7 separate regions of the Mus musculus genome follow, and all the other regions are linked to region 6. A link is a contact called in public HiChIP or PLAC-seq data. All regions are on one chromosome and are shown on one strand. Each heading gives the region's core, a stretch centred on a gene start, on an enhancer-like site or on the middle of the called end of the contact. The rest is flanking DNA. Distances are from core to core; before and after follow the strand shown.

What was found. HiChIP or PLAC-seq counts read pairs in DNA pulled down with a chosen protein or histone mark.
Region 1: a CTCF HiChIP or PLAC-seq map of pro-B cells shows a contact between it and region 6, with 4 times the contacts expected there. The contact joins two enhancer-like sites. A contact is called at or near these places in 2 of 15 datasets of contacts at CTCF or cohesin (large pre-B cells and pro-B cells) and 1 of 115 datasets of contacts at active chromatin or transcription factors (large pre-B cells).
Region 2: a contact with region 6 is called in a RAD21 HiChIP or PLAC-seq map of pro-B cells, with 5 times the contacts expected there. The contact joins two enhancer-like sites. A contact is called at or near these places in 2 of 15 datasets of contacts at CTCF or cohesin (large pre-B cells and pro-B cells), 1 of 484 Hi-C or Micro-C datasets (Th2 cells) and 1 of 115 datasets of contacts at active chromatin or transcription factors (large pre-B cells).
Region 3: a contact with region 6 is called in a RAD21 HiChIP or PLAC-seq map of pro-B cells, with 3 times the contacts expected there. The contact joins two enhancer-like sites. A contact is called at or near these places in 1 of 15 datasets of contacts at CTCF or cohesin (pro-B cells) and 1 of 115 datasets of contacts at active chromatin or transcription factors (large pre-B cells).
Region 4: a contact with region 6 is called in a RAD21 HiChIP or PLAC-seq map of pro-B cells, with 2.6 times the contacts expected there. The contact joins two enhancer-like sites. A contact is called at or near these places in 1 of 15 datasets of contacts at CTCF or cohesin (pro-B cells), 1 of 484 Hi-C or Micro-C datasets (myeloid progenitors) and 1 of 115 datasets of contacts at active chromatin or transcription factors (large pre-B cells).
Region 5: a RAD21 HiChIP or PLAC-seq map of pro-B cells shows a contact between it and region 6, with 2.3 times the contacts expected there. The contact joins two enhancer-like sites. A contact is called at or near these places in 2 of 15 datasets of contacts at CTCF or cohesin (large pre-B cells and pro-B cells) and 2 of 115 datasets of contacts at active chromatin or transcription factors (large pre-B cells and pro-B cells).
Region 7: a contact with region 6 is called in a RAD21 HiChIP or PLAC-seq map of pro-B cells, with 3 times the contacts expected there. The contact joins two enhancer-like sites. A contact is called at or near these places in 2 of 15 datasets of contacts at CTCF or cohesin (large pre-B cells and pro-B cells).

Annotation. Positions count from the first base shown.
Region 1 is chr12:115,001,519-115,005,140 of GRCm38.p6, forward strand. It overlaps Igh and the pseudogene Ighv8-3. Among named protein-coding and RNA genes, the nearest start is that of Gm40899, 240 kb to the left of the region's middle. Within about 2 kb of position 1,798, at least 12 of the 459 cell types and tissues checked have an H3K27ac peak or open chromatin away from gene starts, as enhancers often do. A contact at or near this core is called in pro-B cells, where this site is marked.
Region 2 is chr12:114,980,370-114,984,420 of GRCm38.p6, forward strand. It overlaps Igh. Among named protein-coding and RNA genes, the nearest start is that of Gm40899, 220 kb to the left of the region's middle. Within about 2 kb of position 1,577, at least 19 of the 459 cell types and tissues checked have an H3K27ac peak or open chromatin away from gene starts, as enhancers often do. A contact at or near this core is called in pro-B cells, where this site is marked.
Region 3 is chr12:114,907,873-114,911,576 of GRCm38.p6, forward strand. It overlaps Igh and the pseudogene Ighv1-38. Among named protein-coding and RNA genes, the nearest start is that of Gm40899, 150 kb to the left of the region's middle. Within about 2 kb of position 2,134, at least 10 of the 459 cell types and tissues checked have an H3K27ac peak or open chromatin away from gene starts, as enhancers often do.
Region 4 is chr12:114,930,615-114,934,682 of GRCm38.p6, forward strand. It overlaps Igh and the pseudogene Ighv1-41. Among named protein-coding and RNA genes, the nearest start is that of Gm40899, 170 kb to the left of the region's middle. Within about 2 kb of position 1,742, at least 23 of the 459 cell types and tissues checked have an H3K27ac peak or open chromatin away from gene starts, as enhancers often do. A contact at or near this core is called in pro-B cells, where this site is marked.
Region 5 is chr12:114,187,445-114,191,507 of GRCm38.p6, forward strand. It overlaps Igh. Among named protein-coding and RNA genes, the nearest start is that of Mir7094-1, 280 kb to the right of the region's middle. Within about 2 kb of position 1,722, at least 4 of the 459 cell types and tissues checked have an H3K27ac peak or open chromatin away from gene starts, as enhancers often do. A contact at or near this core is called in pro-B cells, where this site is marked.
Region 6 is chr12:114,606,886-114,610,865 of GRCm38.p6, forward strand. It overlaps Igh. Among named protein-coding and RNA genes, the nearest start is that of Mir7094-2, 95 kb to the left of the region's middle. Within about 2 kb of position 2,531, at least 35 of the 459 cell types and tissues checked have an H3K27ac peak or open chromatin away from gene starts, as enhancers often do. A contact at or near this core is called in pro-B cells, where this site is marked.
Region 7 is chr12:114,330,405-114,334,203 of GRCm38.p6, forward strand. It overlaps Igh and the pseudogene Ighv8-1. Among named protein-coding and RNA genes, the nearest start is that of Mir7094-1, 140 kb to the right of the region's middle. Within about 2 kb of position 2,332, at least 4 of the 459 cell types and tissues checked have an H3K27ac peak or open chromatin away from gene starts, as enhancers often do. A contact at or near this core is called in pro-B cells, where this site is marked.

The DNA of each region.
Region 1 (3,622 bases), core at 548-3,047, 390 kb after region 6:
AGAAAGAGGTACACAAGTTTTGCAGCCTTTTATCCCAGTTTGTTTCACTTAAACTACATTTGTGTACTAAAAACTATGTTATATTCAATAAATTTTGATTACACTTTTCTTATCCACTAGATCTTCATTCGTTTGTTATCAACTGAAATTCAAATCCTTTCTCTCACTCTTTAACAAAATAAAAACATAAAAGCAAGAATTAATTTCTGTCCCTTCATCTCTCTCTCTCTCTCTTTGTTTGTATCTGCCCCCTCTCTCTCTTCACACACACACACACACATACACCAACTACACCAACTCAAAATACCACAAAATCTGAAACCAAATATACATAAAAAGACTAATAAGACAAAAAGTATGCAAACAAAGGTATTTGACACAAACACTCTATAAATATACCATTGTTTTTGTTTTCTTTGTCCAGATCCTGGAGCTACCTTCAGGTATGTTTAAAATAGCCAGTGAGACTCAACTGAAGAAGACTAATTTTTCTATGAACATGAGTAACATTTGAAGATATATTCTTAGCTAGAGGTGGAAGCACATGTCCACTTCCCCCTCTCTGAGGAGGGCCAGACTGGCTTGAACATATCTAAGCCCTGTGCTTGTTCTAATATTATATGTGAGTTCATATATGCATCTGAACTACTGTGCCTGAATGAGGATGTTTCTTGGGCATCATCCACCAACTCTGGCTCTTACAATATTTCCACCTTCTCCTTTGAAAGGATCCCTCACTTCGTAGAGGAAGGCTTGATGAGTACAACCACATTGGTCCAATATGTCTCAGACTCTAGTAATTGTTTATTATTGGTTCTATGTTGCTGTCCATATGCTACAAGAAACATCTCCAATGATGGTTGATTGACATCCTGATTTAAGTGTATTTATGGGTATGTAATTAAAATCATCTTATTACTATCAGGCTTTTTTAAAACAATAGACTTTGGTTTTCCACTAGGACTATATTCTATCCAATTTCAGGTTCTTTGAGAATTTAGCACTGTCAGCATGATTTCCATCTCAAAAGCCTTAAATTTCATCAAAGAATCAATGATTAATACCATAACATCTGTGCCACTATTACACAAACATGACCCATAGGAAGATAAAAATTTAGGTAACCAGCTTTATAGCTGGGTGATTAATACTTTTCACCCCTGATACCATACAAAATACATAGAGTTCCATGAACACCAGTAAGGAGTGCTTATGTTTGTACTTTGGGAAAGGCTCTAATTCCCTAAGTTCACTGAAATATGTAAGTATTCTCTTTAACAATATGTTATTACAATCGGTTTGTGAAGAGCAGCAAATAGCCATGGGAATAGCCTGAAATTTTTCAGAGTATCCCTGAGAAACTCTGAGCCAATGAATCAATTTGAGAGGGTACATTCAGTAATTCCCACATTTCACATACACAGCTGCATACTGATGGTGAATATTATAATGATTTTGAATTTTCTGCTGAGGGAATTGTGGCCTAAACATGAGTGGAACCATAACTCTGATCCACCTAGTGTAGGCACAAAACATTCTTTTTTTTTTTCTGGCAGCCCAGTGGGAGGAAAATTTTAATGTAGTTATTCTAACCCAAGGGATACAGGTTCAACACAAGTCCATCCAGGCAGCATGGTTTGCAGCCCCTTGAAAGGCCTCTCCACATCACAGAGGCCTCCTATTCCTCAAACATTCTTCATCTTTATAAAAACAAAACACAGGCAGACTCAATTGTGAACATCTTAAAAGGAACCTAGGTTGACTATCAGGAATAGGAAGCCCTTAACCTAAGAACAAACAGGAAACCACAGAGGCCAGGAGGAAAGGAGTGGCCATACCCTCTTATAATATAATAGGATGGAACAGAGCTGAAAACCATCATAAAATACTTTACAGCTGAAAACTGAGGCACCGTAGTATGTGTCAGTATTTGCAGTGTCCACATTGATGATCTGGAGTAATGCTTGGTTGTTTGAGGTGTCCTTGGAGACTGTGAGCTGACTCTTAATAGATGTGTTGTAGCACTTATCATAATTCCAACAAATTGTTGTCAAACCTTTCCCTGAAGGCTGATGAATCATGGTCCTACCAGAAGTGCTCAGTGAAAACACAATGAGCAAGTCAGACTGTGAGCCTGGGAGGGATGCAATACGCCAGGGCCAGACACTTTCAAAGTAACCTAAGACAGAACCTCTGTGAAGAAAATTAAAGCAGATCAAGGTTGAAATAGGGTGAGGATAGAAAAGTTTATCCCTTAGGGAGCCTTGGCACTCACATGTAGGGACAATCATCAGCAGGAATGAGGAAGTAAGGCTGTTCATAGTTGCACACTAATGAATTCAAAGTCTCAGCTTTGGATTTTCAATTCAAGTTTCTTTGGAGACAGGAAAGATTTGCATCCCCTCATCAGGTGTTCACCCTGATGCTCTCCTTAAGTTTTAGAACTCAGAGGAACCAATTTGTTATAGGAATCACAGGAGCCCTCAAGGGAGATCACCTCTGATACCCTTAAAGAGTAACTAACTGAAGTCCAGAGTCCTCAGAATAAAGCACTTCTAATGAATGCTGTATTGAAGAGAAAGATTGAGAAAACCCCTTGGTCTAACGTGAAGAGTCTTGGCTCTGTTCACTCAACCTGGGAGCATTACCTTTTGTTTTTGCAGGTAGAACACGTGAAGAACTCAAAGCATTGATGTTTCTCCTTCCTTTGTTTTTCTGTGTGTATGAGGCCAGAAACTGCTACGTATAATGTGAGATGTGAATCTTGTAAGGACATATTTTCATTCACACACACACAAACAAAAAATAAATACGGATTCTATAAACTCCTTGTAGAGTTTAAGAATATGCATGACCTGCATGCTGGCTTCTGTGAATGTTATAATGATACAGAAGAGAGTGATGTTTCATTGACTACAGTTAGCTGTCAATTTCCTGCCTCACATTTTTCTGATTTCTGTTTACTCAATAGTCGGTACCTTCATCTATATAGTGACCACTATTTGTGAAAATATTAAAAGCAGAGAAATATTGTTTGTTAGTTCACATCTGTCAGATGCTAAACATCTTAGAGAATGGTACAATGGGCAGAAGATGCTGGAAGTCACGCACTGGGCCTGGGGGATTTTCATCAATATTTCAGAGATGTTTAATGCATAATGTATTCTCCTTTGTTTCTGTAAATAATTATCTTTAGAACATAGAATTAATAGGAATTGCCTAAATTTGGACAGCTTTCATAGTGAATTTTTGGTATGAACATGATTGAATATATGGAAATAGTTGTGAGTTAACTACTAATTTCATCAACAAAGCAGCAATAGAGTACTTATTTTATGAATAAAATATCTTTATATTTAAAAACTTTAGAAAGATAAAGATATCAAGGTATGCATAAACCATGAAATATGATCTTACCACAAAGTTGTAGCAACATTGTAAAAAGAAATGAAACCCAGAATGCCGAGTGCCAGCTGAGACTCTGAACCCCTAGAGTAGGATGGGCAATAAGACCTGCATTAAATGTCCTTTTCCCAGGGTTATCAATATTATAGGAATTTTCACCTATGATTGCATTCTATGTCTTTAGATAGGAGAATATTTGAGAATATCTTAAATTCTC
Region 2 (4,051 bases), core at 327-2,826, 370 kb after region 6:
GAAAAACCCTCTCAAACATGTACTCCAATGGCACTACATATTATTATGCAGATGGTCATACATCCATATTTATTCACAGCATGTTATTCATGCTCAAGTTACAGCACAAAGAAGAGAGAATCATCTTAGATTTCCAACAAAGCATAAATAAACTTGAAAAAATCATAAACACAGTAAAATGAATATCACTCAGTTGTAAAATAAATTATGTAATCTATAACTGTCTCATTGGAACTGAAAAAATATACTGAATAAATCACTCCTATCTATAAACCAAGTGATTCACTCTCACTTATATGTGTTCAAAGATTTAAATATTTTGTTTGGTATATTGAATTGTAGAATCAGAGAGACTAGAATTGGGACAGTAAAGTATGAGGAATTTATAAACATGATAAAACAAAACAGAGATATTAATAATAAAAAAGTTTTAAGATTTAGATTATAAGAGCCAGAGGGTGTGGATAACTCCAAAGAATGAATGTACTTCAGACACAATTGGACAGTTGCACATGTGAATTCACAGAGACTGTGACTGCAGACTCAGAGCATGATCCAAGTCAACTCAGATAAAATTTGCAGATGGAAATGGACACACAGGCTCTCACTGCTAACCAAGAAGTTCTGCATCCAACACTCACACACAAAGGAAAAACTAGTTTTCCCCAATGGAGTTCATAGGGGACACTAAGCACAATTAATCTTGTAAAATCTGCTTAGCAGTTGGTAGCACAAAAGAAAATCAAAACAATGGTATTTTTGCAGACATTTTTTCTAATATCTTCAATTCTGATTGTCTCACTGACATTTGGAATATATATGATGGATAGAAATTTGTGGTTTTACTGGTTTCCGTGTGTGTGTGTGTGTGTGTGTGTGTGTGTGTGTGTTTGTGTGTATGTGAGTGTGTGTGTGTGTGTGTGTGTGTGTTCAGTTTATTTTCTTTAGTTTTTGGTTGCTTTTAAATCCCTTTTAAATTAATTTCTCATTTTTTGGTTTTTCAGAAAGAATAAAATGTGTGTAGTTTAGTGAGTTGGTAGGTAGGAAGGATCTGGAATAAGTTTGGGATGAGGGAATGAGATATTAGAATACATTTTGTGTATTTTTTCAAAAACTATAAAAAGCAAATAAAATAAGTAAACATAAAACTGTGAAGTGTTTAATAAAGAATCTTTACCATGTTTGGGCATGGAGATATCACATGTCAATCAAAGCTGGGCAGATCAGTTAATACAATTACGAAAGGAAACCACAGATTATACAGAGTCCCGTCCCCATCCATCTCATCTCTTTATGAGAATTCTTGTCCACATGCTGACCCCTGCTGGTCATGAACTCCTATGCATTTAGGCTTGTCATGTCTCACACAAAGTTGCACAGTCTGCCTTAAGAAATTCCTGTAACTCCAGTGTTTACAGAGCTCAGCTGAAGGGATAAATGGCTCTAGTTTACCTAGGGATAACGTTGTCTTCATCAGAGATTTTAAGTTGTGCTACTATGGTTATAATATCCCTCTCAAAGACAGATTCTACCTTGGTCGCATTTGGATCCAGCTCTATGAGTTCCCATTTCTAGAAAAGCAATAACAGGAAGTAACAGCTGCTTTGCTGTTTTCATCAGGCTAGACCTCTGGCAGAACACCTGTGACAGAGGGTAAATCAATCTCCCTACATTGTTTATTAGACAGAGTGAAAACACTTACACAATAATTGTACGCAGGAGTGAGACTATTGCTATCAATAACTAAAATGTTGAAGCAGATTAGGACCTGTCTGAAACTTAGAAGCTCAAACAATTTTGAACATAGTGCTGAAATAGGGCTATACTAACAAGTAAAAACTCTGCTTAGAAAAGATGAAATAGAGCAATCAGATAAATGTCTGAATCTTAGAGATCTGCAATGAGACTTACTCCATAATTTCATGGGCTCTCAGGGACCCCAACAACAACCAAAAACAATACATAGGCTTGACCAAGACACCCAACGCATGTATAACAAATGGGTAGCTAAATCTTCATGTGAGTCCCCTAAAAACAGGAATGGGGGCTGTCCCTAAGGTGCTACCTGTCTTGAAATCCACTCCCCTACTGGACTAACTTGTCTGGCCTCAGTGGGAAATGATGCCCCTAACCCTGCAGAGACTTAATAGGCCAGAGTTGGGGGATATCCAATGGTGCACCTACCCTCTCAGAGGAGAAGGGAAAGGAATAGAAGGAGAGACTTGTTTATGGAAGACCAGAGGAGAGGGCAGCATCTGGAATTTAAAAATCAGTCAATCAGTCAATAAATAAAATGCCCCCATTGGATATCCTAATTAACATGTCAAATTAAAAATAAACTCCTCACCCTGACATAGGTTAACCCATATATATAAATATGGGAGATATATATATATATATATTTGCCCTCCCACTACTCCTTCCTGATCCTTGTCACCTCTTCTCCTGTCTGGATAAACTTCCTTCCTGTTTCTTGTAAAAACAGGCTTCTAAGAGGTAAAAATAGAACTTAGCAAAATAAAATATAATTAGCTAATATAAAAGGCATTTAACTGAAGTTGGAAAAGGTTAATCAACAAAAGCAAAAGAGTCCTAAGAAAAGGCACATGAATCAGAGGTCATCTAATTCAAACAATCAGAAGTCCCATAAAACAACTAAAATAAAAGTATAATATATACAAAAAGGGCCAGAAACAGATCCATGGTGGCCCTGTTCTTGCAAATGTCTTTGTGAGTTCTTGTGACGTTGGATCAGTTGAGTTAAAGGCCTTCAAATCCCGGTGCCTATTGTCTCTGATGATTTTTTTTATTGGCTATTTTCTTTATTTACATTTCAAAGGTTACCCTGTTTATCCCCTAAAAATCTCTATACCATCCCCCCTCCCCCTGCTTCTGTTGGGGTGTTCTCCTACTCACACAGCTACTCCTGCCTCCCCACCCTAACATTCCCCTACACTGGGACATTGAGCCTTCAGAGGACCAAGAGCCTCTTCTCCCATTGATGCCCAACAAGGCCAACTTCTGCTACATATGTGGCTAGAGCCATGGGTCCCTCCATGTGGACACTTTGGTTGGTGGTTTAGTCCCTGGGAGAACTGGGCAGTTCTGGTTAGTTGATATTGTTTTTCCTATGGGGTTGCAAAATTCTTCAGCTCTTTCAGTCATTTCTCAAATTCTTCCATGGGGATACCATGCTAAGTCCAATAGTTGGCTGCAAGCATCTGGCTCTGTACTTGTCAGGCTCTGGTAGAGCCTGTCAGAAGACAACTATATCAGGCTCTTGTCAGCATGCACTTGTTAGCATCCACAATAGTGTCTGGGTTTGGTAACTGTATATGGGCTAGATCTTCAGGTGGAGCAGTCTCTGGATGACCTTTCCTTCAGTCTCTGCTCCACATTGTTGTCTCCATATTTTCTCCTGTGAGAATTTTGTTCCCCCTGCTAAGAAGTATCCACACTTTGGTCTTTGTTCTTCTTGAAATTCATATGTTCTGTGAATTGTATACTGGGTATTCCAAGCTTTGGGGCTAATATCCACTTACCAGTGAGTCCTTACCACATGTGTTCTTTTGTGATTTCATTACCTCTCTCAGGATGAGTCTAGTCCCATCCATTGCTTAAGAATTTCAAGAATTCATTGTTTTTAATAGCTGAGCAGTACTCCATTTTGTAAATGTACCACATATTCTGTATCCGTTTCTCTGTTGAAGAACATCTAGATTTTTTCCAGCTTCTGGCTATTAAAAACAAGGCTGCTATGAACATAGTAGAACATGTGTCCTTGTTATGTGTTGAAATATCTTTTGTGTATATGCCTAGGAGTGGAATTGCTTGGTCCTCAGGTAATTTTGTGTACAATTTTCCAAGGAAACCCCAGACTGATTTACAGAGTGGTTGTGCAAGCTTGCAATCCCACCAACAATCCTTATGCTATAGCTTTGAGATTTAGAGGAAGAATCTACTGGACAGTGATGGTATCTTAGGGAAGGGAAATTGAATGTATAGGAATGGATTAAAATTAGAGGGCCTGGAGCTGAGGGCAAAGGATTAT
Region 3 (3,704 bases), core at 884-3,383, 300 kb after region 6:
CTTCCCACCCTGACACTCCACAGAATTGGGATATTGAACACCCACAGGCCCAAGGGCAATTCTTCCCACTGATTTCCAACAAGGACATCCTCAGCCTCATATGTGACTACAGACATAGGTCTTACCATGTGTATTATTTGGTTGGTGGTTCAGTCCCCAAGAGCTTGAGGGCAAGAGGGTTCTGGCTAGTTGACACTGTAGTTCCCACTAGGGAGCAGCAAACCCCCTCATCTCCTTCAGTCTCTATTCTAACTCCTCTGTCAAGGACACCTCGCTCAGGCAAGTGGTTGTCTGTGAGCAGTTGTCTCTGTATTTTCTAGATTCTGGAGGATACCTTCAGGAGACAGCGTGTCAAGGCTCTGATCAGCAAGAGGTTCCCAGCATCTGCAATAGTGTCTGAGTTTTGCAACTGCATATGGGATGGATCTCCAGGTAGAGCAGTCTCTGGATGGCCTTTTCTTTCGACTCTGCTCCACATTTTATCCCCATAATTCCTCCTGTGAGTATTCTGTTCCCTCATCTAAGAAGCATCCACACCTTGGACTTCCTTCTTGACATTCATATGGTCTGTGAATTGTATCTTACATATTCTTAACTTTTCAACTAATATCCACTTATCAGTGAGTACATACCATGTGTGTACTTTTGTGATTGGGTTACCTCACTAAGATGATATTTTCAGGTTCCATCCATTTGCCTGAAAATTTCATGAAGTCCTTGTTTTTAATAGCTGAGTAATTCTCAATTCTGTAAATGTACCTCATTTTCTGTATGCATTCCACTGTTGAGGGACAATTGAGATGTTTCCAGCTTCTACCTATTATGAATATGTCTTCTATGAATGTGTTGGAGCATGTGCCACCCAAATACTCAAATGCTTGAACAAGCCTAAGGGGCCAGGAAGTCAATGTGATGGTTTGTATATTTTCAGCCCAGAATAGCACTATTTTAGGTGAGGTCCTGTTGGAATAGGTCTGACACACTGGGTGTGGGCTTTAAAACTCTCAGCTTCTTGGAAGCCAGTATTCTGCTAGCACCCTTCAGATGAAGATGTAGAGCTCTCAGCTCTGTTGGCACCATGCTGGCCTGGATGCTGTTATGTTCTCCTGCCTTGATGATACTCAACTTAACCTCTACAATTGTAAGTCAGCCCCAAATAAATGGTGTCCTTCATAAAATTACCTTGGTCATGGTCTCTGTTCACAGCAGTAAAACCCTAAAAAAGACATATGACATATATGAATAGTAAATTCAGATTGCAGTAGGATTTACTGGACAACACTCTTATTTCTAACCATTGTCTCGGAGTCTTCATTTCCATCTCTCCTATAATCATTCTCACTCCACCATCACAGGACTGTTCAACTTGACAATGGCAGAAATGATGGAGCTCTGCATCCTGATATTAATACCTCTTATATTCTAAAACTTCTGGCAGACCATAGAAGCAAGTTAGTAAAACAACTAAAAATCACTTAAAACTTAAGACTCTGTCCTTTTCCACTCTGTTGCAAAATCTCATGTTGCCTGTGGTCTTGGTCCTGATGAGAAGATTCAAAATTTAGTAAAAAGTCTGGGTCCACATGAACCTCTACTCTACCTAAGATTACAAGGAAATTTGTGTTGGAGCAAGGTAAATGACCCACTTCATTTATAAAATCAGGAGTTGTGAATAGGAAGTAAAGACTTAAGACTTTGAAAGGGCTTTTTCTTTGCTCAGAACTTGGTGGAATTTTACAGGTTAAATTCAGCTTATGTTTTACTCCCAGCTATTCCAAAGTTCTATTCTTTCACACAATACTAACATAATATTATCATGCATAATCATAGTTTCCCTTTTTTGTTGTTTTATGAAAGAAGAAATAAGTCAATGAAAGTGTTCACTGTTATCCATATGGACAAGGCATGGAGTACTCTAGGGACAGCCTAATCAACAGCATGTACTTCATGGATGTCCTTCTAGAAAGCTGAAAAAGCACAATAGGTTTTTAAGAAATAGACACAAAAAAAAACACTATTCAAATGACTGCATCTAAGCAAAACTACAAGTGACTATTCTCTAAGTCTTGTCAGTTCCAAGGCAGCTTTCTGTACCTCCAGAGTTTTTGTATCATACAGGATGTGGTTATAACACTGTGTCTTGTAGAGTAATAGACCGCAGAGTCCTCAGATTTCAGGCTGCGGAGCTCCATGTAGGTTGTGCTGAAGGACTAGTCTACAGTCAATGTGGCCTTGCCCTTGAACTTCTGGTTGTAGCCAGTATCACCATTGTAAGGAATAATAAGTCCAATCCACTCAAGGCTCTTTCCATGGCTTTGCTTCACCCAGTGCATTTAGTAGCTAGTGAATGAGTAACCAGAAGCCTTGCAGGATATCTTCACTGAAGCCCCAGGCTCACGAGCTCAGGTCCAGACTGCTGCAGCTGGACCTCAGAGTGGACACCTGTGTGGAGAAAGGAAGAATTTATGTAAGTGACATCGCAGGCCATTTCTTTTCTTTAGATTTGGAACTGGTGATCCCATTAACTGTAGTTCCTGACAGGAGGAAGAGAAAGTTCTAGCTCCATTCCATGGTTAGAGTCAGTGTGTTCAGGGACTGTGGAGAGGACACAGGTCATATGTTGTTTTCAGGGTGTGGACATCCCTGTTTTTAACCACCATAGACTCAGGTAATTTGCATATTCATGAGGAGGGGACTTCTTACTTAAGAACTTAGTCCAACTAGAGAAGAGCTGGAGAGGAAGGACTGAAAGGTACATGGGTCAAGCAGCAGGATTATGCAAATCCAATTACTCTTTTAGGAAATATATCCCATACATGTTCTATAAGTTCTGCACTGCTGGTATTTTTGTAATTACATGGACGAATCTTTCAATCTATTATTGGCCTAAGTCTTTGGCTCTACTCTATGGATATGTTCACATTTTGATTTAGAGATAATGGTTTGTGAAGATGAAGATGATGCTGAAGAAAATAATGATGATAATGATGTTAATACCCATTAGATGAGTGCAGTTTAAAAATATTTAATGTATTAATTAGTACTCCATCAGATGTTGATAAGGAAGAAGACAAAGGCGAAAACTAATGACATGGATATGGAAATTGTTGAATCTTTACTCACTATTGATATGAGTACACTAGTGCAGTATACTGACTTTGGAATTCTATTTGAAATTGTCACCAAAAAACAGAAATAAAACTGTGCTGTGTCCCAGCTGAATCTCTCCCAAGTATGTACTCAAATAACTCTATATTATTACAAAAACAGTTGCACATCCATGTTTATTGCTTCTCAATTCACAGAATCTAGGAAATGGAATCCGTTTAATTTCAAAAAAAAGGACAAATAAATACTGACAATGTCTGGGTTATAGACAATGAAATATTTCTCAGTTTAAAACCATGAACTCTTATGTTATACTTATGTGTAAGAACATGGAATATTTGCTCTATGATGACAGCCAGGTTCATAGAAACAAATGCTTCATGTTTTCATTCATGTGTGGTTCCATGATTTGAATAATATACTATGATCATTCCTACCTCTACTATGTCTCTGGTTTTCCTTGGGACCTTCAAATATGTCTCTCTTACAATATACTGACCAAGTCTTTTTTATTGGTTATTATATTCATTTATATATCAAATGTTATATCCTTTCTCTGGTTCCCCTGCACAAATCTCCTATCCCATCACACCTGC
Region 4 (4,068 bases), core at 492-2,991, 320 kb after region 6:
TTTGGTGGTTCCTCAGAAAATTGGACAGAGTACTACCGGAGGATCCAGCAATACCTCTCTTTGGCATATATCCAGAAGATGTCCCAACCGGTAAGAAGGACACATGCTCCACTATGTTCATAGCAGCCTTATTTATAATAGCCAGAAGCTGGAAAGAACCTAGATGCCCCTCAACAGAGGAATGGATATAGAAAATGTGGTACATTTACACAATGGAGTAGTACTCAGCTATTGAAAAGAATGAATTTATGAAATTCCTAGGCAAATGGATGGACCTGGAGGGCATCATCCTGAGTGAGGTAACCCAATCACAAAGGAACTCTCACAGTATGTACTCACTGATAAGTGGATATTAGCCCAGAAACTTAGGATACACAAGATATAAGATACAATTTGCTAAATGCATGAAACTCAAGAAGAACGAAGACCAAAATGTGGACACTTTGCCCCTTCCTAGAAATGGGGAAAAAACACCCATGGAAGGAGTTACAGAGACAAAATTTGGAGCTGTGACGAAAGGATGGACCATCTAGTGATTGCCATATCCAGGGATCCATCCCATAATCAGCCTCCAAACGCTGACACCACTGCATACACTAGCAAGATTTTGCTGAATGGACCCAGATATAGCTGTCTCTTGTGAGACTATGCCGGGGCCTAGCAAATACAGAAGTGGATGCTCACAGTCAGCTATTGGATGGGTCACATGGCCCCCAATGGAGGAGCTAGAGAAAGTACCCAAGGAGCTAAAGGGAACTGAAACTCTATATGTGGAACAAAAATATGAACTAACCAGTACCCCGGAGCTCTTGTCTCTAGCTGCATATGTATCAAAAGATGGCCTAGTCGGCCATCACTGCAAAGAGAAGCCCTTTGGACTTGCAAACTTTATATGCCCCAGTACAGGGGAACGCCAGGGCCAAAAAGGGGGAGTGGGTGGGTAGGGGGTTGGGGGGTGGGTATGGGGGACTTTTGGGATAGCATTGGAAATGTAAACGAGGAAAATACCTAATAAAAAGAAATAGAAAAAAAAAGTCTGGGTACCCATGAACCCCTACTATATCAAGGTTTACAAGCAAATTTGGGTAGGAGTGGCGTTAATGATCCTCTTCATTTATAAAATCAGCAGTGATGAAAAGGAAGTAAAGCTTTGCAAGGCACCAGTCCTGCACCTGCCCATTTCCATCAGTAGCTGTTCAATGAGTACACTCAAGATGAATATGTTGGCTAAATTTTAGAAATCTGTGTTAGAAAATCTCTGTACACTTATTTTTCTACAATTTATAATATGGCTTTAATAAATGTACCAGAGAAGCACCAAAAAATATTTAAGACTTTGAAAGGGATTTTCTTTGCTCAGAAGTTGGAATTCTACAGATCAAATTCATATACTTTTTTTCAAGCTATTCCAAATTCTACTTTCACTCAACCCAGACATATTTTTATCATCCATAATCACAGTTTCCCTTTTTTGTTGTTTTATGAAAGAAGAAAAATGTCACTGTTATCGATATTGAGAAGGCATTGAGTACTCTAGGAACATCCTAAATCAACAGCATATAATTCATGGATGTATTTCTGCAAAGTTGAAAACCCACAGTAGTTCTTTAAGAAAGAGACACAAAAAATGGACTGCCCAAATGACGGCTTCTGATCAAGTCTTCAAGCGAATATTCTCTAAGTCTTCTCATTCCCTGGGCAGTTTGCTCCTCCTCCAGTATTACTGACACACTCCGGATGTGGTTACAGCACTGTATCTTGCACAGTAAGAGTCCACAGAGTCCTCAGATGTCAGGCTGCTGAAGTACATATAGGTTGTGCTGAAGAATTTGTCTGCAGACAATGTGGCCTTGCCCTTGAACTTTTCATTGTACCCAGTACCACCACTGTAAGGAATAATATATCCAATCCTTTGAAGGCTTTTTACAGGACTTCACCCAGTGCATGTAGTAGCCAGTGAATGAGTAACCAGAAGCCTTGCAGGATATCTTCACTGACCTTAGGTCCAGACTGCTTCAGGTGGACCTCAGAGTGGACACCTATGTGGAGAAAGGAAGAATTTATGTAAGTGACATCCCAGGCCATTTCTTTTCTTCAGATTTGGAACTGGTGATCCCCTTACCTGTAGTTCCTGACAGGAGGAAGAGAAAGTTCCAGCTCCATTCCATGTTTAGAGACCGTGTGTTCAGGGACTGTGGAGAAGACGTTGGTCATATGTGGTTTTCAGGGTGTGGACATTCCTGTTTTTAACCACCATGAACTCAGGTAATTTACATATTCATGAGCAGGCCACTTCTTACATAAGAACTTAGTCCAACTGGTGAAGAATTGGAGAGGAAGGACTGAAAAGGCTCATGGGTAAACTAGCAGGATGTTCTAGTCCAAATCCAATAACTCCCTGAGGAAATGCACCCCATACACTTTCTGTTAGCCCTTCACTGCTGGTATGGCTGCAACTAAAGGGATGAATGTTTCAATCTATACTTGGCCTATGTCTGTTGCTCCACTCTGGGATATGTTAACATGTTGATTTACAGATAATGCTTTTTGAAGATCAAGATGTTGGTGATGATAATTTTGAAGATGATGATGAAGAAGATAATGATAATGTTGGGAATAGCCATTAAAAAGATTTAATGTCTTAATTAGAACACATTCAGATGTTAATAAGGAAGAAGACAAATGGGAAAACTGATGACATGGATGTGGAAAATGTTGAATCTTTACTCATTATTAATATGAGTGCACTAGTGTGGTATACTGACTTTAGAATTCTGTTTGAAATTGTCACCAAAAAGAGTAAAAAAACTGTGCTGTGTCCCGGCTCCTTCCTTCCCAAGCATGTACACAAATAACTCTATATTATTACATAGACAGTTACACATCCATGTTTATTGCTTCTCCAATCACAGAAACTAGGAAATGGAATCAATTTACATTTATAAAAAGGACAAATAGATACTGACAATGTTTGGGTTATAGACAATGAAATATTCCTCAGTATATATGAGAAAATATTATTTGCATACTAATGAGTAAGAACATGGAATATTTGCTCTATGATGTCAACCAGGTCCATAGAAACAAACGCTTTATGTTTTCATTTATGTGTGGTTGCATGATTTGAATAACACACTATGATCATTCCTACCTCCACTCTGACCCTCTGGTTTTCTTTGGGACCTTCAAATATGGCTTTCTCACAACATCCTGACGACGTCTTTTATTGGTTATTACATTTATTTATATATCAAATGTTATCTCATTTCCCTGGTTCCCCTCAACTAATCCCCTATCACATCACACCTGCCCCTGCTTCTATAGGTTGCTCCCCCAAACCATATATCCACTCCTGCCACATCCTTCTAGATTTCTCCTATGCTGGATCATCGAGCATTCACAGAACAATGAGCCTTCCCTGCTATGGATACCAGGTAATGTAATCCTCTGATACATATGCAGCTAGAGCCATGATTCCCTCCATGTGTACTCATCTACATGTGGAGGTCCGTGGGGCCACTGCCATTATGTGACTGATATCCACAACTCTCTATGGTGGGCTGTGGCTATATGATAGGGGTCTAGTCTCAGGAACAGACAAAGCTCCCTCTGTGTTTCTGGAGCTTCAAGCTGAGCTCAAACTTAGAGGCTTCTACTCATGGTCCCTTGCCTAACAGAAAGTAATTCCCACTCAGTGCAAACATATACAAGATGAAAGTCTAGATATTATAAGTCCATGTGTATGTATGTACATGTGTGTGTCTGTCTGTGTGTGCATGCATATGTGTGTTTGTGTGTGTGTGTGTGTGTGAGTGTAAGTGTAAGTGAAAAACCCAGGAGAAAAAAAGTTTGTTGTAGTCAAGAAAGATGAAAAAGCAGTTGGAGAGCTAAAGACTGCTTCGACATTAGCCATGGAGGTACAGAGTTGGAGTTTTCCTAGTTGGTTTCCAGTCTTGCTTTAAAAATTAAAGTTAAGTAATTGGGTGAAACGCAGAAGAGACTTTGAAGTTTGGACATTCTTTTCATTTTCTTGGATATTTTATTTATTTCTATTTCAAATATTATTCC
Region 5 (4,063 bases), core at 472-2,971, 420 kb before region 6:
AATCTGTCTCAGTCCTCCTTCAGCTTGAAATTTTCTACTGAATTAAATCTAATCTCCTTGTTCTAATTTCTGGAACCTTCTCTATTTGCCCCACCCTCACACTTTTTTTTAAAAATAATTCATTCGTGAAGCAAAGTTTAAAGTAGATTACTGTTAACAGAACTATCAACTATAAGCAGTGAAGGTGGATTATAGAGAGGGATCAGCTGGACTTTGCATCCTAGTCAATACTCTTAGGAAGTACTAGGTCCAGCATCCTTTAAGTGGAGTTGGATAGTAGTATTAGCTTCCCAAACTAAGGCTTTATCATGCATTATAACTACTGATATTGAAGGTTCTTAAGGGATTTTTCCAATCCTATACCCTCCTTACAGCTTTCCTCTTTGGCCTAGGATCAAGGCTAGGCAAAGCTCCATTCTCTACCCACATGAATATTCTTGAGTAAAAAATTCTCAGAAAAACCACAGAATGTACTGACTGATAGTCACCTGATCCTCTGGAATGTTCCAGGTAGAGTTGAAGTGTGTGTCATGCTTGGTAGCCAATGAATTTAAAGTTCAATATGCTTAGCTAATAAGAGCTGTATTCTTGCTGATGTAACCTGTGCCCCTAAAATGTATAAAAACTGCTTGTAACAGCCATTTGGTGTCACCTTCTAGTAACTCTTCTTGAAATTAATTGAAGGTCGAACCCCTCATATAGGAAAATAAACCTCTTTTTTTTTTTAAGGATTTATTTATTTTATGTGTATGGGTACACCGTAGCTGTAATGATGGTCGTAAGCCATCATGTTGTTGCTGGGATTTGAATTCTACTCACTCAGGTCTAAAGATTTATTTATTATTATATCTAAGTACACTGTAGCTGACTTCAGACACACCAGAATAGGGTGTTAGATCTCTTTAACGATGACTGTTGAGCCACCATGTGGTTGCTGATTTTTGAACTCAGGATCTTCAGGAGAGCAATCAGCGCTCTTAACCAGTGAATCATCTCTCCAGCTCAGACCTCTTGTTTTTTCGTCAATCTGTGTCTCACCCGGAGACATGTTGAAGTAAGGGTCTTATGGTAAACTCAGAGAACCTACCTCCTGTAAAATATACAGATGTGAGGGATTTGCTTTAAGGAAGTTGTTGGTGAGTCCTCTGACCTGTACACCTTGCTCCATCTTCCAGGGCTGGTTAAAGAAGCCTCCTCCAGTTTACCCTGCACAGGGAGGGACTGGAGGGGTCAGGCGGCTGTGGCAGTGTCTCACTGCTTTCAACAAATTTGAGGATAACTTGCTCATCATTTCCTCCAGAGAATACTTTAGTGTTTCCACTGTTTAAAGCCAGGCAGAAAATGTTGGAATGGTGATCCCCCTTCAGCTGTCTGGGTTTGACCCTGGAGCAGATAGCTTCTTCCATGTGCCATAACAGAAATTGGAAATCATCTTCCCCTGAGACCAGCCACTGGCCCCCATTGTTGGAGAATTCAATGGCATTGACACAGCGGAAGTGGCCGAGAAGGTCCTTCTTGTAGAAGTTTCTGCAGCCCTGCAGGTGTCTTCTTTCATACTTTCATGCTGCCCCCTTCATTCTGCCCCTAACCAGGCCAGCTTTTCTCTTCAAGCAGGAACTGCTGCAGCCCCTCCCTTGGCTGCATGCCAGGGTGCTGCTCTCCTCCTGTCCCTTCCTGCCTGCTGGCTCATAAGGACTTCAGACTTTCTCTTCTTCATTTCTCTGGGAGTAGAATCAGCACTGTTGCAAGAACTTGTGGATCAGCTGTGTGGACAGTTGGGCTTCCCTTAACATGCCCTGCTACTCTAAAGTCTGGACAGCCTACTCAAGAGCATCAGAGGATAATGCAGACCACACTGCTTCCTGTGGAGTCCGAAGTTGTAGTCTGGAAAAGTGTGTCCAACATGACATCACAGTGCAAGACTAAGTTATCCAAGAGCCTGCTGCACATGACTGGACTCAGAAACCAAGAAACAGCTAGAAGAGGAGGAGCTGAAGATGATCAGCGACAAGCACTGATACCTGGGTTTTCCCTGGGTTCCATAAGAAAAGTGCTCGTGCTCGTAGCCTTTAAATAAAAAAGATACAAAATGGGAGATTTCAAAAACGTGATGTAGCTATTAGCTGTTCCAAGTGGGAAAACTTTCCATGCAAATTCTACTGGAAAAGTCTGATTTTAAAGAAGCTGTAAAGGTATTCATTTTAGGACCCTGCCTTGTACCTGCTTAATCCACTGCTCGTATTTTTGCTGGTTTGTAATAGCATGAATCCTAACAATATTTTGGTCATGGAAATTAGGAAGAGGATGGTAAGTTCAATACCAGCCTTGGCCAACTAATTAGACCTTGGCAAAAGAAAACTAGGAAGAATTCTTAGGACACTGTATGTTGGAGGTTGACTTCTGTATAAAGTATAGAAAAACACAGTAATATGCAGCTTGTCAGCTGTGTAAAAAAATACCTGTTAGGTTTTTCAGTCTGGACAAGCATTTGCCATTGGCATAGTCATGGGGTCTTTACTGTTTGTCCCCGAGAATTTTTTTCCTTTCCACACATTAGAATGTAATAAATACTGACTACTTCTATCAATCATTGAAAAATCTATGTGCCGAGTAAATTCAGTAGCTGAATTGTGATAAATAAAATCTGAATTTGATTTCCTAACTCTATATCTGTGCCTATTCAGCTATCTCAGGACCACTTTGAAGCTGAAGACATTGACCCAAAGGAAATTATGTATCCAAATGAAACAGAACTGCAAAAACCTGGTCTAGAGACAACAAAATAACTGAAAGCAAGATGTGGAGAAAGAGGAACACGCCTCCATTCTTTGTGGGATTGCAAGCTTGTAAACCACTCTGGAAATCAGTCTGGTGATTCCTCAGAAAATTGGACATAGTACTACTGGAAGATCCCGCAATACCTCTCCCAGGTATATATCCAGAAGATGTTTCAACTGGTAAGAAAGATACATGCTCCACTATGTTCATAGCAGCCTTATTTATAATAGCCAGAAGCTGGAAAAACCAAGATGCCCCTCAACAGAGGAATGGATACAAAAATTGTGGCATATTTACACAATTGAGTACTACTCAGCTATTAAAAAGAGTGAATATATGAAATTCTTGGCAAATGGATGGACCTGGAGGGCATCATCCTGAGTGAGGTAACCCAATCACAATAGAACTCAAATGATATATTCTCACTGATAAAAGGATATTAGCCCAGAAACTTAGAATACCCAAGATATAAGATACAATTTGCGAAACACATAAAACTCAAGAAGAACGAAGACCAAAGTGTGGATACTTTGCCCCTTCTTAGAATTGGGAACAAAACACCCATGGAAGGAGTTTCAGAGAGAAAGTTTGGAGCTGAGACAAAAGGATGGACCATCTAGAGACTGCCATATCCAGGGATCCATCCCTTAATCAGCCTCCAAACGCTGACACCATTGCATACACTAGCAAGATTTTGCTGAAAGGACCCAGATATAGCTGTCTCTTGTGAGACTATGCCAGGGCCTAGCAAACATAGAAGTGGATGCTCACAGTCAGCTATTGAAGGGACCACAGGGCCCCCAATGGAGGAACTAGAGAAAGCACCCAAGGAACTAAAGGGAACTGCAACCCTATATGTGGAACAACAATATGAACTAAGCAGTACCCCGGAGCTCTTGTCTCTAGCTGCATATGTATCAAAAGATGACCTAGTCGGCCATCACTGCAAAGAGAGGCCCATTGGACTAGCAAACTTTATATGCCCCAGTACAGGGGAACACCAGGGCCAAAAAGTGGGAGCGGGTGGGTAGGGGATTGGGGGGGAGGGTACTTTTGGGATAGCATTGAAAATGTAAATGAGGAAAATACCTAATAAAATATTAAGAAAAATAAAAAGAAAAACCATTTCAGTCAGTTTTGGTCTGCAAATCGAAAAAAAATATGTGTAGGGTGTTCTCTGACAGCAGAAAATTTCTACCCTCTCCTCAGGTGCAACCTCTTCCCAGAACTTTCTTCCTAGAAAACCTGGAGTCCCTGTGCCTCCTGCTTGCCTGCCTTTCACCCC
Region 6 (3,980 bases), core at 1,281-3,780:
TTTCTTGCAGGATGATACATATTTATCTATTTGCCTTCTTGTATATGGCAACGTCCAATAAGACTAACATCATTTGTTGAAGATACTGTCTTTCTTTAATTGAGTATTTTAGGCTTCTTCATAAAACAAAAACAAGAGCAAAAAACATATGTTTATAGGTGTTTGAATGTACTTTTGCGTCTGTTATTCAATTCCCCTTGTCAACCTGAGTGTTTTTATTTTAATACCATACTAATTATACTACTATAGCTTTGTAGTGCAAGTTGAAATCAGGGATTGAGGTGGATGGAAATATCATTGGATTTTGTTTCTGTAATCTTATTTTGTTTTGTTTTGTTTTTTTCTTCATGACATAGAATGTTATCCTACCAAGGTCTGCACTGAATGGTATTTGAAATTTTGATGGGGATTGCAGTGAATCTTTTGATTGATTTTTGGTAGGGTGGTCATGTTTTTTGTGGTTACTAAGATTAATTAAACAATTATACCCAGTTCTACCTCATAAAAATAACAAAATGTTCCTATTAAAATTGCATTATGATGTAAGGACAGGTTTCTTGCTCTGACACAGTGATAGAAAAATGCTGACACCATATACACTTTTCAAAAGTTTTCATGATTAATGTAGGTGAAAATTGTATACCACTGCATTTATCTGGACACAAATGTACAGATTTACACTCTGAGCCCAGCTTCAGCAGAAGAGCAGGAAAGATAGAGAAATATGTAATGCAGCCCCTGCTGTGGGTCACTGTCACAGGTCCACACATCTTCCCAGCCATCCAGGCCAGCAAGTGGAACTTGGATTTTTTTTTTATAATTTTTATTAGGTATGTTCCTCATTTACATTTCCAATGCTATACCAAAAGTCCCCCACACCCTCCCACCCACTCCCCTACCCACCCACTCCTACTTTTTGGCCCTGGCGTTCCCCTGTACTGGGGCATATAAAGTTTGCAAGTCCAATGGGCCTCTCTTTACAGTGATGGCCGACTAGGCCATCTTTTGATACATATGCAGCTAGAGACAAGAGCTTCCGGTACTGGTTAGTTCATAATGTTGTTCTACCTATAGGGTTGCAGATCCCTTTAGCTCCTTGGGTACTTTCTCTAGCTCCTCCATTGGAGGCCCTGTGATCCATCCAATAGCTGACTGTGAGCATCAACTTATGTGTTTGCTAGGCCCTGGCCTAGTCTCACAAGAGACAGCAATATTTGGGTGCTTTCAGCAAAATCTTGCTAGTATATGCAATGGTGTCAGCATTTGGAACCTGATTATTGGATGGAACCCTGGATATGGCAGGCTCTAGATGGTCCATCCTTTTGACACAGCTCCAAACTTTGTCTCTGTAACTCCTTCCATGGGTGTTTGTTCCCAATTCTAAGAAGGGGCAAAGTGTCCACACTTTGGTGTTCGTTCTTCTTGAGTTTCAGGCATTTAGCAAATTGTATATTATATCTTGGGTATCCTAAGTTTCTGGGCTAATATCCACTTATCATTGAGTACAAATTGTGTGAGTTCCTTTGTGATTGGGTTACCTTACTCAGGATTGTACCCTCCGGGTCCATCCATTTGCCTAGGAATTTCATAAATTCATTCTTTTTAATAACTGAGTAGTAGTCCATTGTGTAATTGTACCACATTTTCTGTATCCATTCCTCTGTTGAGGGACATATGGGTTCTTTCCAGCTTCTGGCTATTATAAATAAGGCTGCTATGAACATAGTGGAGCATGTGTCCTTCTTACCAGTTGGAACATCTTCTGGATATATGCCCACGAGAGGTATTGCAGGATCCTTCAGTAGCATTATATCCAGTTTTCTGAGGAACTGCCAGACTGATTTCCAGAGTGGTTGTACAAGCTTGAAATCCCACCAACAATGAAGGAGTGTTCCTCTTTCTCCACATCCTTGCCACCATCTGCTGTCACCTGAATTTTTTATCTTAGCCATTCTGACTGGTGTCAGGTGGATCTTTTATCTCATTGGGTTAACAGCAGGATCAGCATAGTGATGTTAAATTCCTCTTGACAATCCAATTTGGAAATCACGAATCATTTTCTACTTAAGAGAGTAGCTATAAAAGGTTTATTTCTGTCATTGTATTACTTCCTTCTAAGCTAAAGAAGTTGGTGTCTGGGCCAAATCAAGAAAACATCATTTATGACATTTTATTGAATAGGAAAAAAAAACTGCTTTGAATTCCAAATGACATCCTCATAATGACTGAACCACAAAACATTTGAGGTACAGAACATTACACGTAAGACATGTTACTTGACTTCAGGATACAGGGAAACTGAAAAGGGAAACAAAGCTATGGTCAGACCCCTTAACTGACCAGGTATGAAGCAGAGCTCTGCAGGTGTATCCTGCAGGCATTTGTAGGTTAGTGTGAGTGTGACTGCAGGATCACCAGTTTTCCAAAATTTACCAATCCATTTCTGGCAACTGCTGTGAAGCTCTCTGTAGGTACTAGAAGCAAAAGTAGCACCACTCAGAAGCCCTTTTCACAGGTGCACACCAGAGGGGAAACAAGGAACCCCTCAAGGGTTGAACAGGAAGGACATCTGGCTGACAGATGAAGTGATATGACTGTGAAGTTCAAATGACAGTTGTGATCTTACTGCCAAAACACTTAGTATCCTGGCCTAAGGATCAATGTTTATGAGCAAGGTCAAGAAGTATAAAGCTTTCTAAACTCAGTTTGGGAAGCTCTTGTGCTTTGGTGTACAGAGTAGTACTTTTCTAAGTGTTGAAGTAGTGCACAGGTATTTATAAGAAGCTGACACTAAAAACATTCTTCCATACATTGGTAAAGAAGCAAACCCAACCCAATATCCTTTAAGACTGTTGCTTAGAGACTACATGAGATTCTAGGCCCTTTAGTTGTAAAATCCAGTCTCATGGTTACAAGAAAATCATAAAATAGATTCTATGTAGTCACACCTTAAGCTTCACTATGAAGCAGGAATTGGAATGATTGTGGAAATTCATATTGTCTAGAGAAACTTTTTCAAGTTCTTTTGTGTTTAAATATACCTAATCTTACTTTTCTTAGATGTCTCCAAGTCAGAGCCAGGTTGAGGAAGTCAATCTGAACCACGTTCTCATTCTCATCTCTATGCATGGGTTGCTCTGACACCTCCAGGGACCCCTCAAGCAATAATAGGTCTTCCTAGAAGATATGCACTTACAGATTAATTACTGAAAATACAGAAACACGGAGACACATACATATACAAACACATAGATACACACATACAGAAATTCACAGACACACACAGAAACATACACACACCACTCAAACACATGGTTTAAAGCCCAAACATCTTACTCATCTTTCACTACACCTTAGCATTACACATTTTACATATTCGCCTTAAATCATTTATTAAGTCTTGGCCTCAGATTATACTTTAAACAACTTAAAAAGAGACAGGAAACATATAGTCTGGGAACTTAGGCTTATGTGCGATTTATACAAAAATGATGTTATCAGAATTCTTTAATTTATAATTTTCATTAATTCATTTATTTATTCACTTTACAACCTGGTCACTGCTCCCCCATCCCATCCCACTATGCTTTCATACAGTCAGTCACACAAGTATTCCATCCTTCTCCTCTGAGAGAGTGGAATAGACCTGTGTATTCTCCCACCCACTTGGCATGTCAAGTCTCTGCATCATTAGCCACATGCATCCCCAGAGGCCAGACAAGGCAGTCTAGCCAGTTAAACATATTCCACAGACAGGCATCAGCTTTGGGATATATCCTGCTCCAGTTGTTGGAGGATTCATATCAAGACCTAATACAGAACTGCACATCTGTTTCATATGTGCAGGGTGCTAAGGGCTAGGTCCAGGCCCTGTACGCTCTTTGGTTGGTGACTCAGTCTCTGATAACTTCCAAGGCTCCAGGCTAGTTGACCCTACTGGGCTGCTTACAGAGTTCATGTCTCCTTCAGGGAAATTAAGT
Region 7 (3,799 bases), core at 1,082-3,581, 280 kb before region 6:
CTTCTTGCAGGGCAGGTACCCAGATATCTGGTGTTCGAACCAGACTCCTGGCAGAAGTTGTGTTCCACTCACTAGAGGTCTTAGGATCACGTGTGGAATCCTGTGTGGGCCCTTGCGGGTGTCAGGCGACTCAGCTGGCAAGGTAGCCGGGGCTCGAGTGGAGTGGAAGGGGTTTGTGCCCCAGATCAAGCCCGGGTAGCCTGCTTCCCTATGTACCGCAATCTCAAGTTCCACGCGATTGGATTGGGGTAGGCGCTGTGTTCCACTCACCAGAGGTCTTAGGGTCCCGTGGGGAGTCCCGTGTGGGCCCTTGCGGGTGTTGGGCAAGACTCTGCTGTCAAGGTAGCCCGGGGCTCGAGTCTCGAGTCGAGCGGAAGGGACTTGTGCCCCAGATCAGGCCCGGGTAGCCTGCTTCCCTATGTACCGCAGTCTCGAGTTCCGCGCGATTGGATTGGGGCAGGCACTGTGATCCACTCACCAGAGGTCTTAGGGTCCCGTGGGGAGTCCTGTGTGGACCCTTGCGGGTGTTGGGCAAGACTCTGCTGGCAAGGTAGCCCGGGGCTCGAATCACTAGTCGAGCGGAAGGGACTTGTGCCCCAGATCAGGCCCGGGTAGCCTGCTTCCCTATGTACCGCAGTCTCAAGTTCCGCGAGATTGGATTGGGGCAGGCACTGTGATCCACTCACCAGAGGTCTTAGGGTCCCGTGGGGAGTCCCGTGTGGACCCTTGCGGGTGTTGGGCAAGACTCTGCTGGCAAGGTAGCCCGGGGCTCGAGTCACGAGTCGAGCAGAAGGGACTTGTGCCCCAGATCAGGCCCGGGTAGCCTGCTTCCCTATGTACCGCAGTCTCGAGTTCCGCGCGATTGGATTGGGGCAGGCACTGTGGTCCACTCACCAGAGGTCTTAGGGTCCCGTGGGGAGTCCTGTGTGGACCCTTGCGGGTGTTGGGCAAGACTCTGCTGGCAAGGTAGCCCGGGGCTCGAGTCACGAGTAGAGCGGAAGGGACTTGTGCCCCAGATCAGGCCCGGGTAGCCTGCTTCCCTATGTACCGCAGTCTCAAGTTCCGCGCGATTGGATTGGGGCAGGCACTGTGATCCACTCACCAGAGGTCTTAGGGTCCCGTGGGGAGTCCTGTGTGGACCCTTGCGGGTGTTGGGCAAGACTCTGCTGGCAAGGTAGCCCGGGGCTCGAGTCACGAGTCGAGCGGAAGGGAGAGAGTTCTTATCCTTGTCCATAATGAATAGTGCAGGAAACAATAAGCCTAACTACTGGTGTGTAATTAACACCACAAATTAGTTTTATTCTGAAGAACTCCTTCATGATCTTTTTTATTAATGTGTGCATGATACTTCATAGAAAATAAAGGCAATCAAAGGTACTAATGAAACTGTGAGGAAAGTGACAGCTTTTTTATCTATGTCCAAAGGGACATTCCTGGTATTTGTTGTTGTTTCCTAAATTTCAGCTACAAAGGCAACATTTTAACCATCAGCTTTCACACACTTTTTTAACAACACTTGATACTCATGTTTTCTAATTTTTTTTCTACTTTATTATTCCTTCATTTACTCCTTGGTTATGCTAGAACTGTGCAATGTGAACACCTGTTTAATCACATAACTAAAGGAATGCCATGAATCAAGAGTGAAAGATAAATTCCCTGAAGCCTGAGAAGTTGTGCTGTTTCATGCAGCACCAGTTTGTGAGAACAAATCTCTCCTATTTAAACCCATTGTAAGAACTGCTCATTAGTCATTGCAAAGAAGAATGTACATCCTTGACAAAGACAACTCCCTATCACTATAGGATGTGCTGCAGCTTTAAGTCATACATGGGAGTATCTCCCTCTTGCACAGCTGACATATCTCTGTCAGAAAGGAAATGAGCTGATAGTGGAATTTAACATGAGTTATACTATATTCAGTAATACTATTTACAAACAAATAATGTTAGCATATTGTACCCTGGAATGTATTTTTCACCCCTTTACTGATATTCTCATAATATACCTAGTCTTGGATACTTCCAAGTGTTTCTGGAATCCATGGCAGGGGTTTCAATAACCAGAGAAATATAATAAACCTTCACCCCAACTCTATTTGCTTTAATACTATTTCTCAGTTTCATTCTTCCTCAGGATGAGGTCCTGGTGGCCACAGATGAGTCACTTCTGCCCTGCTATTGCTCTACATTTTGTTCTGAACAGATGGTATCCTATATTTAAATATGTCCCCCAGAATTAAAGATATATTTATTTGAAACCATTCAGAGCATTTTTGCCATTCACAATTCTACTCCAATTCTGTTGATCTGGAGATCCTTGTGTGCCAGTGACCTCTGCTGGCCATGTGCAGTTTTGTGTCTGAGTTCACAGTTCATGTTCCTCACTCTGTCATAGAGTAATAAGGGGCAATGTCCTCATTTCTCAGACTGTTCATTTGTAGATAAAATAAGTTTTTAGAATTGTCTCTGTAGTGGCAAATCTTCCCTTCACAGACTCTGCATGGTTTTTTACACTTTTCACATATTTTATATCTGCTAACCACTCTAGCCGATTCCCTGAGCCTTATCAAAACCAGTGCATCCAGTAATCATTGAAGGTGAATCCAGCAGCTTTAGAAGAGAGTTTAAAGAATCCTCCAGGCTATATCAAAGAGCCTCCAGATTCTAGAAGCTAAACCTCATCCTCTAAGCCTGAAAAACCAAGATAATAATAGTCAGAAAACCACTCCATATATCTACAGTCTCTCTTATGCATATCCTCTTAAACAGAGTTTCTACTCTGTGCATTTCCTTTTAAAAGAGTAACAAGGAAACCCAATCTAAGCCCCAATCCATGGTGAGTAGTTTATTTTCAGTGCTACTCACTTAGAGGGAAGACCTGGCCAAAATCCAGGGCTCAGCCCCTCTGCCACAGGTGAGTCTAAGCCCAGGGCTGGGTTTGATGAGGAGCAGAAGCCTCTATTTTCATTACCTGTTCCTGTATAGTAAGCTCTGGGATGGAAATCTGTGAGAAGACAGTGCACAGAAAAGATGCAAGGAAGACTTCTGTAGGGGAAAAGAAACTGTCCATAAGACAAAAAGGCCACCAACAGATTGGGAAAGAACTTTTACCAATCCTAAATCTGATAGGGGACTACTATCCAGTATATACAAAGAGCTCAAGAAGCAGGACTCCAGAAATTCAAATAACCCCATTAAAAATGGGGCACAGAGCTAAACAAAGAATTCTCAACTGAAGAATAACAAAGGGCTGAGAAGCACTTGAAAAAATGTTCAACATCCTTAATCATCAGTGAAATGCAAATCAGAATAACCCTGAGATTCCACCTCACACCAGACAGAATCGCTAGGATCAAAAATTCAGGTGACAGCAGATGCTAGCAAGGATGTGGAGAAAGAGGAATACTCCTCCATTGCTGGTGGGACTGCAAGTTGGCACAACCACACTGGAAATCAGTTTGGTGGTTCCTCAGAGAATTTGAAATAGTTCTAATGGAAGATCCAGCAATACCACTCCTGGGAACATACTCAGAAGATGCTCCAAATTGTAATAAGGACAAATGTTCCACTATGTTCATAGCTGCTTTATTTATAATAGCCAGAAGTTAGAAAGAACCCAGATGTCGCTCAACAGAGGAATGGATACAGAAAATGTGGTAATTTACACAGTGGAGTACTACTAAGCTATTAAAAAACAACAAATTCATGAAATTCTTAGACAAATGGATGGATCTGGAGGATATCATTCTAGGTGGGGTAACCCAATCACAAAATAACTCACATGATATGAACTCACT